Regions from separate parts of the Mus musculus genome. Here region 2 is linked to region 1. The links are chromatin contacts, called in public Hi-C maps. All regions are on one chromosome and are shown on one strand. Each heading gives the region's core, a stretch centred on a gene start, on an enhancer-like site or on the middle of the called end of the contact. The rest is flanking DNA. Distances are from core to core; before and after follow the strand shown.

Region 1 (2,706 bases), core at 155-2,654:
GTTCCTAGGGCCAGGCACTTTGCCTGGCTCTAATCCAACCGCACACTGCTGTCCGTCCATTTCATCTTGCAAGGCAGCCTTGGAGGGCATGCTCTGGGGTTGACGTGGTCCAGGTGGCTGAGCTGGTGTGGGGCGGATCTTTGTAGCTAAGGCCAGCCTCTGGTATATGCTAGCACAGGGCAAGTCCCCAGTGGGGTGCCAAAGCTCTTGGCACCATCATTACAACTGAGATTGGTCCCAGATGAGCTGAGTCTGGCCCTGTGACAAGTGCTTGCCCCTGAGGGCTGCTCACCTGGCTTCCTTGGCTTCATGGCTCTTCAGACTCCTTGTCTTCAGTCACCAGGTCACTGTGCTCCTGACTCTAATTAGCTGTCAGGGGAGCAAGGTTCCTGGCATCCTTCCTATCCTAGGCTAGGGGCCCTGGAGCCTGGGCCAGGGACAACCTTAGCCTGTGTTCTGTAGAGCTGGTGTCTTGATTAGTCTTATGTCATCCTGACCCAAGCTAGAGTCATCTGAAAGGAGGGAACCTCAATTGAGAAAATGCCTTCATAAGATCTGGATGTAAGGGATTTTCTTAACTGGTGATTGATTTATGAGGACCCAGCCACTGTGGGCAGTGCCATCTTTGGACTGGTGGTCCTGGTTTCTATAAGAAAGCAGGCTGAGCAAGCCTCAAAGAGCAAGCCAGCAAGCAGCACCCCTCCATGGCCTCTGCATCAGCTCCTGCCTCCAGGTTCCTGTCCTGCTTGAGTTCCTGTCCTGACATCCTTTAGTGGTAAAAAAAGTATGTGGATGGATAAACTGAATAAACCTTTTATCCCGCAGGTTGCTTTGGTTACGGTGTTTCGTCACAGCAATAGTGATCTTGACTTAGACAGCTAGGTTACAGGGAGAGCTCTGTGGAGCTGTACTCATGTGTATACACTCGTGTTTGCATGTTCTTGACCACGCCTGCACTCACATACAGCCATAGGCTTTCACCGGCTCTATGTATGTGCACAAGGGTAAGTGTATGCGTACCTCTTTGCCAGCTGACATACACACACGTACGCACATTCTCTTACACGGGCAGATGGCACAATTACACACAGGTGTGCCCACACCCTTCGATCCACACAGGCAGAGCCCACCACTGTACACAGGTGTGTACCCAGCCTTCCCCAACCCAGGCAGAGGCCATAGCTGGCTGGCATGCACACACACGCACACTCAGGGCAGTTCCACGGCAGCACAGCCCCCCCCTGCAGCCCAGTGGCTCCTTTTGCAACTCTTGCATTTCCAGCCCAGTCCTTTGTATAGGCAGAAGCTTTCAAAACACTTCAGGCTTGTTTACCAAGCTGTGCAAGAACATTTTGTCTCCTCTCCAGCTAGGCCTTCCATGAGGAGCAGGAACGTGCCCGGCCCAGTACTGGGCCAGCTGTGCATTTGCCAATAGTGCCCCCGGCCTCTTAAAGGGCCAGCTGGGCACACCTCAGAAAAAGACAGTGGGGCTTGGACAAAGGCCAGCTGGCCAGCTCTTGCCATCCCAGTGGCTCTTGGCTCCTCACACCAGGTCCCTTGTAAGATGAAGCATTAAAGGGCCAGAGCCTGGGGACTAGCCTGGGAGTTGTTCGTGGGGTTGGGCTATGAAGGGGATCGCTGGCTAGTCATCATTACAGTGTCAGAGTTTAGAGTTCATGTGAGGTATGGACTGTGCCAGAGACATATGCCAGTTCTGCCCTGCAGCCTCTTGAGTTGGTAGTAGACAGAGTACCACAGAGGATACTGTCATATCCTGGCCATGCCATCCTGGCACTTCGGTCCAGGTCAGGGCTCCACATTTGCTGGGAAGGCCAGTCACTCAGTAGAGTCAGGGTGCTGCCAGGAGTTCCCTTTGGCTGGTGTTTTGGGTCAGTGGTCTTTGCCTTGCTTCTGGCTTCTTCCTGGGCCTCACCCTCTGCCAAGCAGCCCCCCACCCCGGTTTCAGCGGTTATAGGTATTGTTCTTGAATCTGCAATGCCCTCAGTGTCAAGGCTAATGGTGAGTGTCCCCAGCCTTTTCCTCCCCCCACTCCCTGCTCTCCCCAGCCTGTCATCTGCCTAGCTCATGGCCTCAGCCTCCTTTGACCCAGGACATGAAGTAAGCAAAGGGTGGGGCCACCCCAGTCCTCTGAGCTTGGGGTATGCCAGGAACCCAGAAGGGAGATGGAAAAGCAAAGCCAGCCCCAGAGATCAAGGTCCAGTAGGGAAACATGCACATCGACTCTGAGTAGCCTGATACCCAGGATAATAAGGGAAATGCGACCAAAGAGAGATTCTTCCTATTGAGAGAAGTCTTTGATGCTGCATCAGAACCCAGGCTGGCAGGGGCAGGGTAAAAAGCAGCTGAGGCGTCTGCTAAAAGTGTTGCCTGAAGTATCCGTGTGAGGGGCCGCTGAGGACCTGCCATTCTGAGAAGGACGCTATGGGGCACCACAGTGACAGAGTGAGGGCTAGAGGCTGTGGCAGATTGGAGGCAGATGACACTAAGGTCCCTGAAGCCTTGGAGCCCAGGCGTGTGCTTTGGGTGCTCTTAGGGGATTGGACCTGAATCTTTGAGCAGATTGAAACTGTCCTTGTGGCTTTGCTGGGGACTATGAAACCCTGAATATCCATCGCCCCCAGGATGCCTGCTCAGAGGCCATGGAACCAGTGCCAGAGTCCCACAACCCAATGACACTTCAGTGGG
Region 2 (2,706 bases), core at 121-2,620, 110 kb after region 1:
GACAGACTCTGCACCTGCAGAGAACTTGATGCAGCTAGGAGAAAATCGGCAGTTCTCTACTCTCTCCATCCCAGCCAGGTCTTTTCTGGCCTCAGGGTCAAGGTCGAACCTCCTTTTCTGATCCTCATGTCCCCAGCTCTCTTCTTACATGCTAGCCCCTCACTCCCTCTTTCTCTCCTGGTGGCACTCCACTTCCATAGGGCAAGATATGAGGTTTCCCAGATCTCTGCCATGCCTCCAGATCCACATGTGATAGGGGGCTGGTCATGTCCTTGTGTGAGAGTCTGTATCTCTTGGTATTTATAGCCTGGCTGTGCAGAGGCCCTCAGGGAGCCGAGAGGAGTTGATTACCTCATTATCTCCGGAGAATTATCCTTGTGTTTGTTGGATACTGGGATGGGGGACACCTGGACAGAAGTGCTTGCATGTAGAACCTGTTGTGATGCAGGGCCTGGGCCAGGGACTGTGGCATGCTGTCACTGGGCCATAGGCATAGCCACATTTGGGCCTCAGAGACTGGGCGGGTGGCAGTGTGGACATGGTGGCTCTGGGTGCTCCATTACAGAGTTCTGTTGTCATCTGGGTTGGGGGTTTGACAGTAGGAGAGACATCACCTCTAACTCAGGCTATCAGAACATGGCTAGGCTGGAAACCTGTCAGATTATCAGGGTGGGATATCTGTTCTGGAGTTGAAAACGGAACATGGGCGAGGTTGGCTACCACATGGTATCAGTTGTTGGTGGGGCCCTGCCCCTATTGTTGGGGCCTCAAGACTGTAGAATTCTCTAGCAAAAGACTTGGGTCCAATGCCAGTCATGCAACTCCCACCCCATTAAAAGTTTTCCTTCCTTCTGGGTGTCAGGCTCAGCTCCTCTAAGGTTTGTGTCCTGGGAAGAGTTCGTCCAACTCACTGGGCCTCAGTTTCCCTTCTTGTCTGATGGGGTAGTAGTGTGGACTCAAGTGGTGACCTTGAGTGTCTCCTGCTGTCTTCAGGGTTCTGTGACTTTGTTTAAAATTCATCTAAGGCTTCCAGGCTGCCCAGAGTCACTGCATGTGTAGAGCAAGGCCTCTCTGGCTTTGGTACTGGGTGCTCAAGCTGGGGACCACAAGGGTTGTTCTTTCTAGATTGTGATCTTCTGAAGCCTCACCCTTGGCAGATTGCAGGATCTCCTTCCCAGTCCTGGACAGGGCATCTGAGGGACAGAGCCTGGGGCCTGGGGCCTGGGGCTGAGTGCTGGTGGGGGGTGGGGGTGGGAGTGGGGGACCAGGGGATGGGGGTGGGGGGAGGGCAGCTCTGCTCCTAGGGCATGGCCCTCTTATGTCTCTGCCTGTCCCTTTGTGGGGCAGTCACGGGGAGCACAGCCTTCCCTGTGTGTTGGGCAGGCAAACAGGCCGAGATGGCCACCGTCCTTCCTGGGTGCTGTGCATGTTGAAACCCATCTCTGACGTGGCCAAGATATTGAAATAAGTTCTTGTGAGTTTCCCAATATCCTGCCAGCCCGTCACAGGACTGGTTGTCAGGTGCCTGGTGCCAGGCCTGGCCTGTGTCTCCCCCATGGGGTGCCCAGGCCTCATTTTCCTCCTGAGAGGGGGAACACACTCTCTCCACTGCTGCTGAGAACACCAGTTAAGGTCATGATATCAGGGGAGGGTGACAATACTCCAGACAAGAAATCCTAACAACAGCTCAGTTTTATGGAGGGGGGAAAATTGAGGAATAGCAGAGTGACGGGATTTGATGTCAGGCCTTTGAGCCTGTGCCCGAACAGAGTAGCCTGTGTGAGTGGATGGCAGAATGAGGCAGGGCGCCATGGTAGCATGGTGCTCGTATGTGTTGGCTGGAGAGGAGAGGGCAAGAGGACAGGAGACTCAGCACAGTGTGTGCACTCCCAAAGGAAGGAAGCCTGGACTGGCCATGGGGGTCACCTGCGTTAATGGATGCTGGAGGTTGTGGGATGTAGGAAACTGTGTCAGTACCCAGTGTTGTCCCTCTGTCCCTGTGGCCAAGGCCAGGCAGGCTGAAAAACTCATTGATCACCACTCATTGCAGGCCCTTGACCTGGAAAGTCTTCCCACCTCGCAGGAGGTTCCTGTGCTATGTTTAGAGAGAAAATAGCTCAGGGAGGCCCTATGGCCATCCTAGTGTACATAGAGCCCTGTGACCAGATGGCTAGGGGCTGGGGCATGAAGATTTAGTCATTAATTTGGGAATGGCTCACACACCCTTGGGGCAGATGCTGGCTCTGCCCTGGTGGTCTCAATGGCCCCAGGCTTATGGCTTTTGTTGATCTGGCCAGTGTTGAGGACTGTCCTCTGGCTCTGTGAGCTAAGGAGTGGGGTACAGGAAAGCTTGAGACTATCCTCCTAGCTGGCAGAGTGACCCAGTGACGCCATCAGGTTGTGTATGTGTGTAACTTTGGTTCTAGGAATCTCATGGTTGAACCTTCCCAAGCTGTGGTGTAGTGCCTGCTCTTTGCTCATCAGTAGAGCCCTGCCCATAAGGAAGCAGACGCTCTGAGAGGGCAGAGGGTCTGGGCGTGGCAGCTGTATCACCAGGACTATAAGGAGGGAAGTCTGAAGCTTGCTTCCTGGAAAGTGAAATTTTTAATGCTCCAGACTGGGAAGGAGGATACGTGTGATTCAGTTGGCAGACATGACAGGGCAGAGCTATGACCACAGAGGCCTCCTCAGTTACAGAGTTACAAT

The links. A called contact is a pair of places that touch in the nucleus more often than the background predicts.
Region 2: a Hi-C map of 3T3-L1-derived adipocytes shows a contact between it and region 1, with 4 times the contacts expected there. The contact joins two enhancer-like sites. A contact is called at or near these places in 1 of 39 promoter capture datasets (embryonic stem cells), 1 of 484 Hi-C or Micro-C datasets (3T3-L1-derived adipocytes), 3 of 115 datasets of contacts at active chromatin or transcription factors (CD8 T cells, embryonic stem cells and hepatocytes) and 4 of 9 other capture datasets (adipose tissue, liver, macrophages and 1 more).

What each region holds. Positions count from the first base shown.
Region 1 is chr2:27,597,882-27,600,587 of GRCm38.p6, forward strand. No RefSeq gene overlaps it. Among named protein-coding and RNA genes, the nearest start is that of Gm39776, 22 kb to the left of the region's middle. Within about 2 kb of position 1,405, at least 49 of the 459 cell types and tissues checked have an H3K27ac peak or open chromatin away from gene starts, as enhancers often do. A contact at or near this core is called in 3T3-L1-derived adipocytes and hepatocytes, where this site is marked.
Region 2 is chr2:27,712,896-27,715,601 of GRCm38.p6, forward strand. All of the region lies in intron 1 of Rxra (retinoid X receptor alpha), which reads left to right. Among named protein-coding and RNA genes, the nearest start is that of Rxra, 37 kb to the left of the region's middle. Within about 2 kb of position 1,371, at least 62 of the 459 cell types and tissues checked have an H3K27ac peak or open chromatin away from gene starts, as enhancers often do. A contact at or near this core is called in 3T3-L1-derived adipocytes and hepatocytes, where this site is marked.